Regions from separate parts of the Oryctolagus cuniculus genome. Here region 1 is linked to region 2. A link is a contact called in public Micro-C data. All regions are on one chromosome and are shown on one strand. Each heading gives the region's core, a stretch centred on a gene start, on an enhancer-like site or on the middle of the called end of the contact. The rest is flanking DNA. Distances are from core to core; before and after follow the strand shown. Region 1 has its middle 7.9 kb from the start of MSL1. Region 2 holds the start of RAPGEFL1 (Rap guanine nucleotide exchange factor like 1).

Region 1 (2,700 bases), core at 61-2,560, 49 kb after region 2:
TGACTTTGGTCTGGTGCAGCCTTGGCCGTTATGGCCATTCAAGGAGTGAACCAGCAGATGGAAGAGCTCTCTCTGTAACTCTTTCAAATAAAATAAATCTTTAAAAAAATCTATTTTGTGTTAAAGTGTACTTTGTGAAATGGCAGTGATAGTAAGCAACAATTGGTTGAAGTTTGTAAATGTCCTCATTGACAAAATTAAAAGCTGTCAATTTCATCAGTCCCCACTTTTTTTTTTTTTTTTTTTTTGGAAACACTGCTGCTCAGAGATCCAAAAGTCTAGGATTTCATTACTTCAGACTAAGTAAACATGCTTTTCTCCTCGAGCCAAGGGTGGAATTTTTTTGAATTGGAGGTCGGATCTTGATCTCAGTTTATGGGGAAAAACCACCAGAAAACTGAAACCTGAGAAGAGATTTTCTAAGAAGGAAGGAGAATTCTCGCTTTCAAACCATTAGGTTTTAAACTGTGGTGATCTAGGGAGGTATCAAGGGTGAAGGCCACGAGGGAGGGAGCAGAGCCCAGGAAAACCACAGTTGGGACCCATAAATCAAGTTCCTAAACAGTTGTCTATTTTATCCTTAATGGGATAATGACCATTCCTTTTGCCCTCTGGCTAAGGGTACAGATTTAAAGGCCAACACTCACCATGCCTCTAATGCTTACAGAGGGGCAGAATTCCATTTCCGTGACCAACATTCTTTGAAGGGAATGCCCAGGGTGTGGAAAGACCAGGCAGCAAGCCCTCTTACCTGGCTGGGTCTTGGTTTTCCCAGACCAAAAAAAAAAAAATTCGAAACAGTTCCTCCTTACGGTCCCTTCCAGCTCTATGACCCTGTGAAGCCGCCCTTTCCCACTCACCGTGGGGCAGAAGTAGGTAACGAGACACCGATTTTGGCTACTCCCCACGGGGAGTTCAAGTGCGCGGCTTCCTCAGGCTCTCGGAAAAGGTAGCCCAGATCCCCCCCAGGGCACCTAAAGGAGACCGTGGCTTCAGAGGCCACCTTTCCCTTCTCCGGGGATGGGGCGCCAGCACGGAGCCACAGAGGCTTCCGGCTCAAGGCTGCCCTGCGTCCCAGGCCTCCGCGAGCCGGGCGCTCCCGCGGGGCCCTCTCCGAAGGCAGGACACACCTCCTCTGCCGCCTTTTTCTCCCCCACCTCTTCAATAAAATCACAACTCAAATTTGGGTATCTCTCTCCGTCTGCCAGCCCCGCCAAAACTTTCACCGCGCCCCGCCCACTCCACGTGGACCTCCCTTCCCTGTCCCGGCAACCCCTGCGAGAACACCCCACCCCCAACACGTGACCAATTGTTGTGTTTCCTTCCTGGGGCTCCGTCGTCGCTGGCACCCGCCAACGACTGAACAAAAGTGCCCCCTTCAGGGTGAGTGTGGGGCAGCACAACGGCGTAACGTGGCTGCCTCATAGCTCCGCGGTTAATAAACGTGAAGAATCGCACAGCTAAAAGAGAAGACGAATTCAAGCGATTTCTTTAGAGGAAACTATTTTGGGTGGATTGGATAGAGTTTTAATCCCTGGTTCTGAAGTGGGTTACCTCCATTCCAACTGCATTTCCCCCTAGAGCTCTTCGTGTTGTTGGCTGAGTGCTCAGATCCCCTCAGGCCAGACAAGAGCTACGAGTTCCCTAATTGGGGCCGATGCTGTGGCTGCCTGCAATGCCATCATCCCATAGGGGCATCAGTTACAGTCCTGGCTGCTCCACTTCCCATCCAGCCCCCCACTAATGGCCTGGGAAAAACAGCCTGAGTGCTTGGGCCCCTGCACCCAGTGGGAGATCCAGATGAAGCTCCTAGCTAGCTTTGGCCAGGCCCACCCCCTACTAGGATGGCCATCAGGGGAGTGAACCAGCAGAAGATTCTATCATTCAAAAAAAAAATAATTTAAAAAAAAAAAAGTTCCGTGATTAGGGCTGGGTGATGGGGTACCCACCCACACACATCCCATTCCCTCCCCAACCCCTTACACACCACAAAAAAAAAAAAAAACTAGGCAGTTCTATCCCTGTGAGCTTAGTCCCCTTAGACTGATATGAATTGTGTGTAAAACTGAGTTTCTCCCTTTCTTAGCACTGGGAACATTTGCCCTGGGTGGGAAAAGTCCCAAGTGATCATACTGAGGAAAAGTGGCAGAGCAGCAATTGGGGGACTGACCAGGAAAAGCTAGAAAAATAGGTCAAGTGAAGCCAAACAATGAAGCAGTTGCTTTGGGAAAAATTCTGACTTGGGGCCGGCGCCGCGGCTCACTAGGCTAATCCTCCGCCTTGTGGCGCTGGCACACCGGGTTCTACTCCTGGTCAGGGTGCCGGATTCTGTCCCGGTTGCCCCTCTTCCAGGCCAGCTCTCTGCTGTGGCCAGGGAGTGCAGTGGAGGATGGCCCAAGTGCTTGGGCCCTGCACCCCATGGGAGACCAGGAGAAGCACCTGGCTCCTGCCATCGGATCAGCGCGGTGCACCAGCCACAGCACGCCGGCAGCGGCAGCCATTGGAGGGTGAACCAAGGGCAAAGGAAGACCTTTCTCTCTGTCTCTCTCTCTCACTGTGCACTCTGCCTGTCAAAAAAAAAAAAAAAAAAAAAATCTGACTTGGGACTTGAGGAATCAGGTAGGGATTGGGACTGGTGGCTGACTGGTAGAAAAAGTTGTGGGTAATGCTCAGACAGGAAGAGTAGGACTAAGTTGTGTG
Region 2 (2,700 bases), core at 13-2,512:
CCCACTGCAGGGTGGCACGGGCTGTGCTGGGCAGCTGCCATTTTAGTAATGTCAAGCCCTAATTTGGGGCCACGGGAGGAGGGGATCAACATCAGGGACCCCACGGGTTTCCGTAGCTCAAAGGCGCAGGGGAAAGCAAGGGTGGTTTAAGGAGAGCGGCTCCGCTGCTTCTCCCTGCTACAGAGAGGGAGGTGGGCAGGGCGGCCTCCCGTCCGCCAGGGGTCCGTGCCTCAGCTAGGCCCGCCCCGCTCCGGAGGACCCTCACAGCGCCACCCCCACTCTCCAAGGGCGAGGAAGAGGAAGCCCGGGCAAGCCCCCTGCTCCGGGCTGGACGAGCCGCTCACTCCTTACCTGATGCGCCGCTGTCCCTGGTGGCCCCTCCAGCCAGCCGCTCCAGAACCCGGTGCAGAAGATGCTCCGGCCGCTCGGGGGCGCCCAGGGGGGCCCAGGGCGGCGGAGTTAGGGGCTCTCCCGGGGACAGCTCATCCGAGGAGTACGAGGACGGGGAGCGCAAGGGACCCCCGCCCCCGAGCGGCCCAGGGCCTGGCACCTCCTCGAGCTGCAGCCAACAGGGTCCCCCGCTGCCCGGCTCCTCCGCGACCCCCGCCAGCTCTCCCGCTTCCTCCTCGGCTGGCGGCTCCAGCTCCGGCTCGGCGGGGGGCTCCCGGAGGAAAGCTGGGAGAAGCAGGCGCGACACGCTCTGCCGCCGCTGCAGTGGCCGCGGTCCCCCGGTCAGACCGCTGCCCCCGCCGGATCCCCCACCCACTCCGGGCCCACCGCAGCTCCCCGGACCCCCGCCGGGACCTCCCGCCACCGTTCGCCCGGCCAGTTGCGACGTCTGCTTCTTCAAAAATTTCTCCAGTGGCTTCATGCCCCCCCCCGCCCCTCTCCTAGGGGCCGCCGGGGGACCCAGGTGTCCCAGGCGCGGGGGGGGGGGGGGCGGGGACACGATGCTCAGAGCCGGAGGAGCAGAACGGAGGGCCGTGCCAGGCGCCGGACTGGGGTCCAGAGGTGCCCGAGGCTTGCTGGCCAGAGGCCAGAGGCCAGTGGCCGTAGGTGGTGCCAGAGAGAAAAACGTCCGCTCTCAGCAGCCCCCCATGTCGCCGCGGCCGGCGCGCGTCCGAATGGTGGGCAGGCTGTGGGGCCGGCGTCCCGAGCTCTGCGCTCCTGGGCCGGGGCTGCGGCGGCAGAAGCAGCGGGCGCAGCGCAAAGCTGAGAGGACGCGGCGGCGGCGGCTGCGCTCCTGGCCGGGGGGAAGGTGGCAGAACTGAGACCGCGCCCCCTCCCGAGTCCCCGCCCAGTCCCCGCCCCGGCTCTTCCTGGGCCCGCCCTCTGGGCCGCGCGAGGCTTGAACTAGGGCGCCGCGGCTGATCGCGAGGGAAATCTTAAAGGGCTTGGGTTCCGACAGTCGCAAAAATTAAGGGTCTAAGTGAGAGTGATTTACCGATGGAGAGGAATTGTCGGCTCGGGGAATTTCTGGGTCTCTTAGCATCATTTCAAAGAACCAGGATAGGTCTGTGGTCTGCACACTCTGACTTGGCTGTCTGTACCAGGTGAGGCCTATGAAGACAGCACCTTTGTGAGAGGGGCTGGGAGAGCCTCTTGAGTGCACTAACATCAGCACTGGGGGCGATGCCCATCTGCCCGCTCCGGTAGGGCTCACTGGGTGGTGCAGGCCTGGCCTGTGAGGCAGGTACTGACAGGTAGGTAGGAGCCAGGTAGGGCACAGCAGGTTGCAGCAGGTCTGCTTGGGGTGAGAAGATGGTAGGCAGTGGGGGAGGAGCCCAGCTGACAGCAAAAGCAAGCAGGGCCACGGGGATGGGTGACAAGTCCCAGAACTGCCAACATCAAAGAGCTGAGTGTACGTAGCCATGGAGTTGGAGAAGTGGTGCCAAATTAGCAATCTGAAGAATTCTCAGGCCAAGGGCCATCTGTCCCTTAAGGGTACACTGCTACACTGCCTCAGGAGGGGAAATGTTCACTCAGCATGAATACACTCGGAGAGGCTTACAAGGTGAGGGAGTGGCACCTGGTTCTGGCCGGGTTGTGGCTCCCTGGACAATGCCCCACCCCTGTTTACTGTGAACCAGCCAGGCAAGCACAGGAATGCTAATGGCTGGGAGTGGTGGTAGAACTGAACAGGGTGTGTACACATGTGTCAATGTGCATGCCTGGTCACGTGTGTGCTAGAGCATGTGTTCACAGAAAGAAGGCTTTGCACACCCATCTGTCTGTGGATTTGGAAAGGGAACAGTAAAGAGAACACAATTTGGGTTAAGAAGCAGGATTAGGGACCTGAGCATAAGTCTTCCTGGGCTCCCTTTAGTGGACACTATCCCTAGGGTGGAAAGGGGACACTGGTTGGAGTGGCTTGGAGCTCTCCAGGCAGCATTTTATGAACCAAATGGGAAGAGGGGAGTTTCTCTCCCAGCACATGCCACAGTTACCAGATTAAGCTGGTTGCCTTGGTAACCTCCTCTCTGGGCAGGATTTGGGATCGTCGGTTAGGAAGGGCGAAGAATTGGGGAGTGTGGAGGATGTGGGGGCTGGAAATAAAATGGGCTGACAGGCTTTTGGAAACTAGAATTTGGGGAACACAACCCCAGTACCCCACCCCTCCAACTTGTTGAGGATATCAGACAGGGACTGAGCTTAAGTCCAAGACCCTGAATCAAGGGAGAGCCAGCATCAGGTTATGGT

What was found. Hi-C and Micro-C count contacts between places; a contact is called where the count stands out from the background.
Region 1: a Micro-C map of ear pinna shows a contact between it and region 2, with 5 times the contacts expected there. The contact joins the enhancer-like site here to the promoter of RAPGEFL1 in region 2. A contact is called at or near these places in 2 of 6 Hi-C or Micro-C datasets (ear pinna and an unstated tissue).

The regions. Positions count from the first base shown.
Region 1 is chr17:22,325,476-22,328,175 of mOryCun1.1, forward strand. No RefSeq gene overlaps it. Among named protein-coding and RNA genes, the nearest start is that of MSL1, 7.9 kb to the left of the region's middle. Within about 2 kb of position 1,311, at least 3 of the 8 cell types and tissues checked have an H3K27ac peak or open chromatin away from gene starts, as enhancers often do. A contact at or near this core is called in ear pinna, where this site is marked.
Region 2 is chr17:22,276,668-22,279,367 of mOryCun1.1, forward strand. It overlaps RAPGEFL1 (Rap guanine nucleotide exchange factor like 1), which reads right to left and starts at 1,263. Exons shown (of 15, transcript XM_051825660.2): 1 at 352-1,263. The coding sequence starts at 871.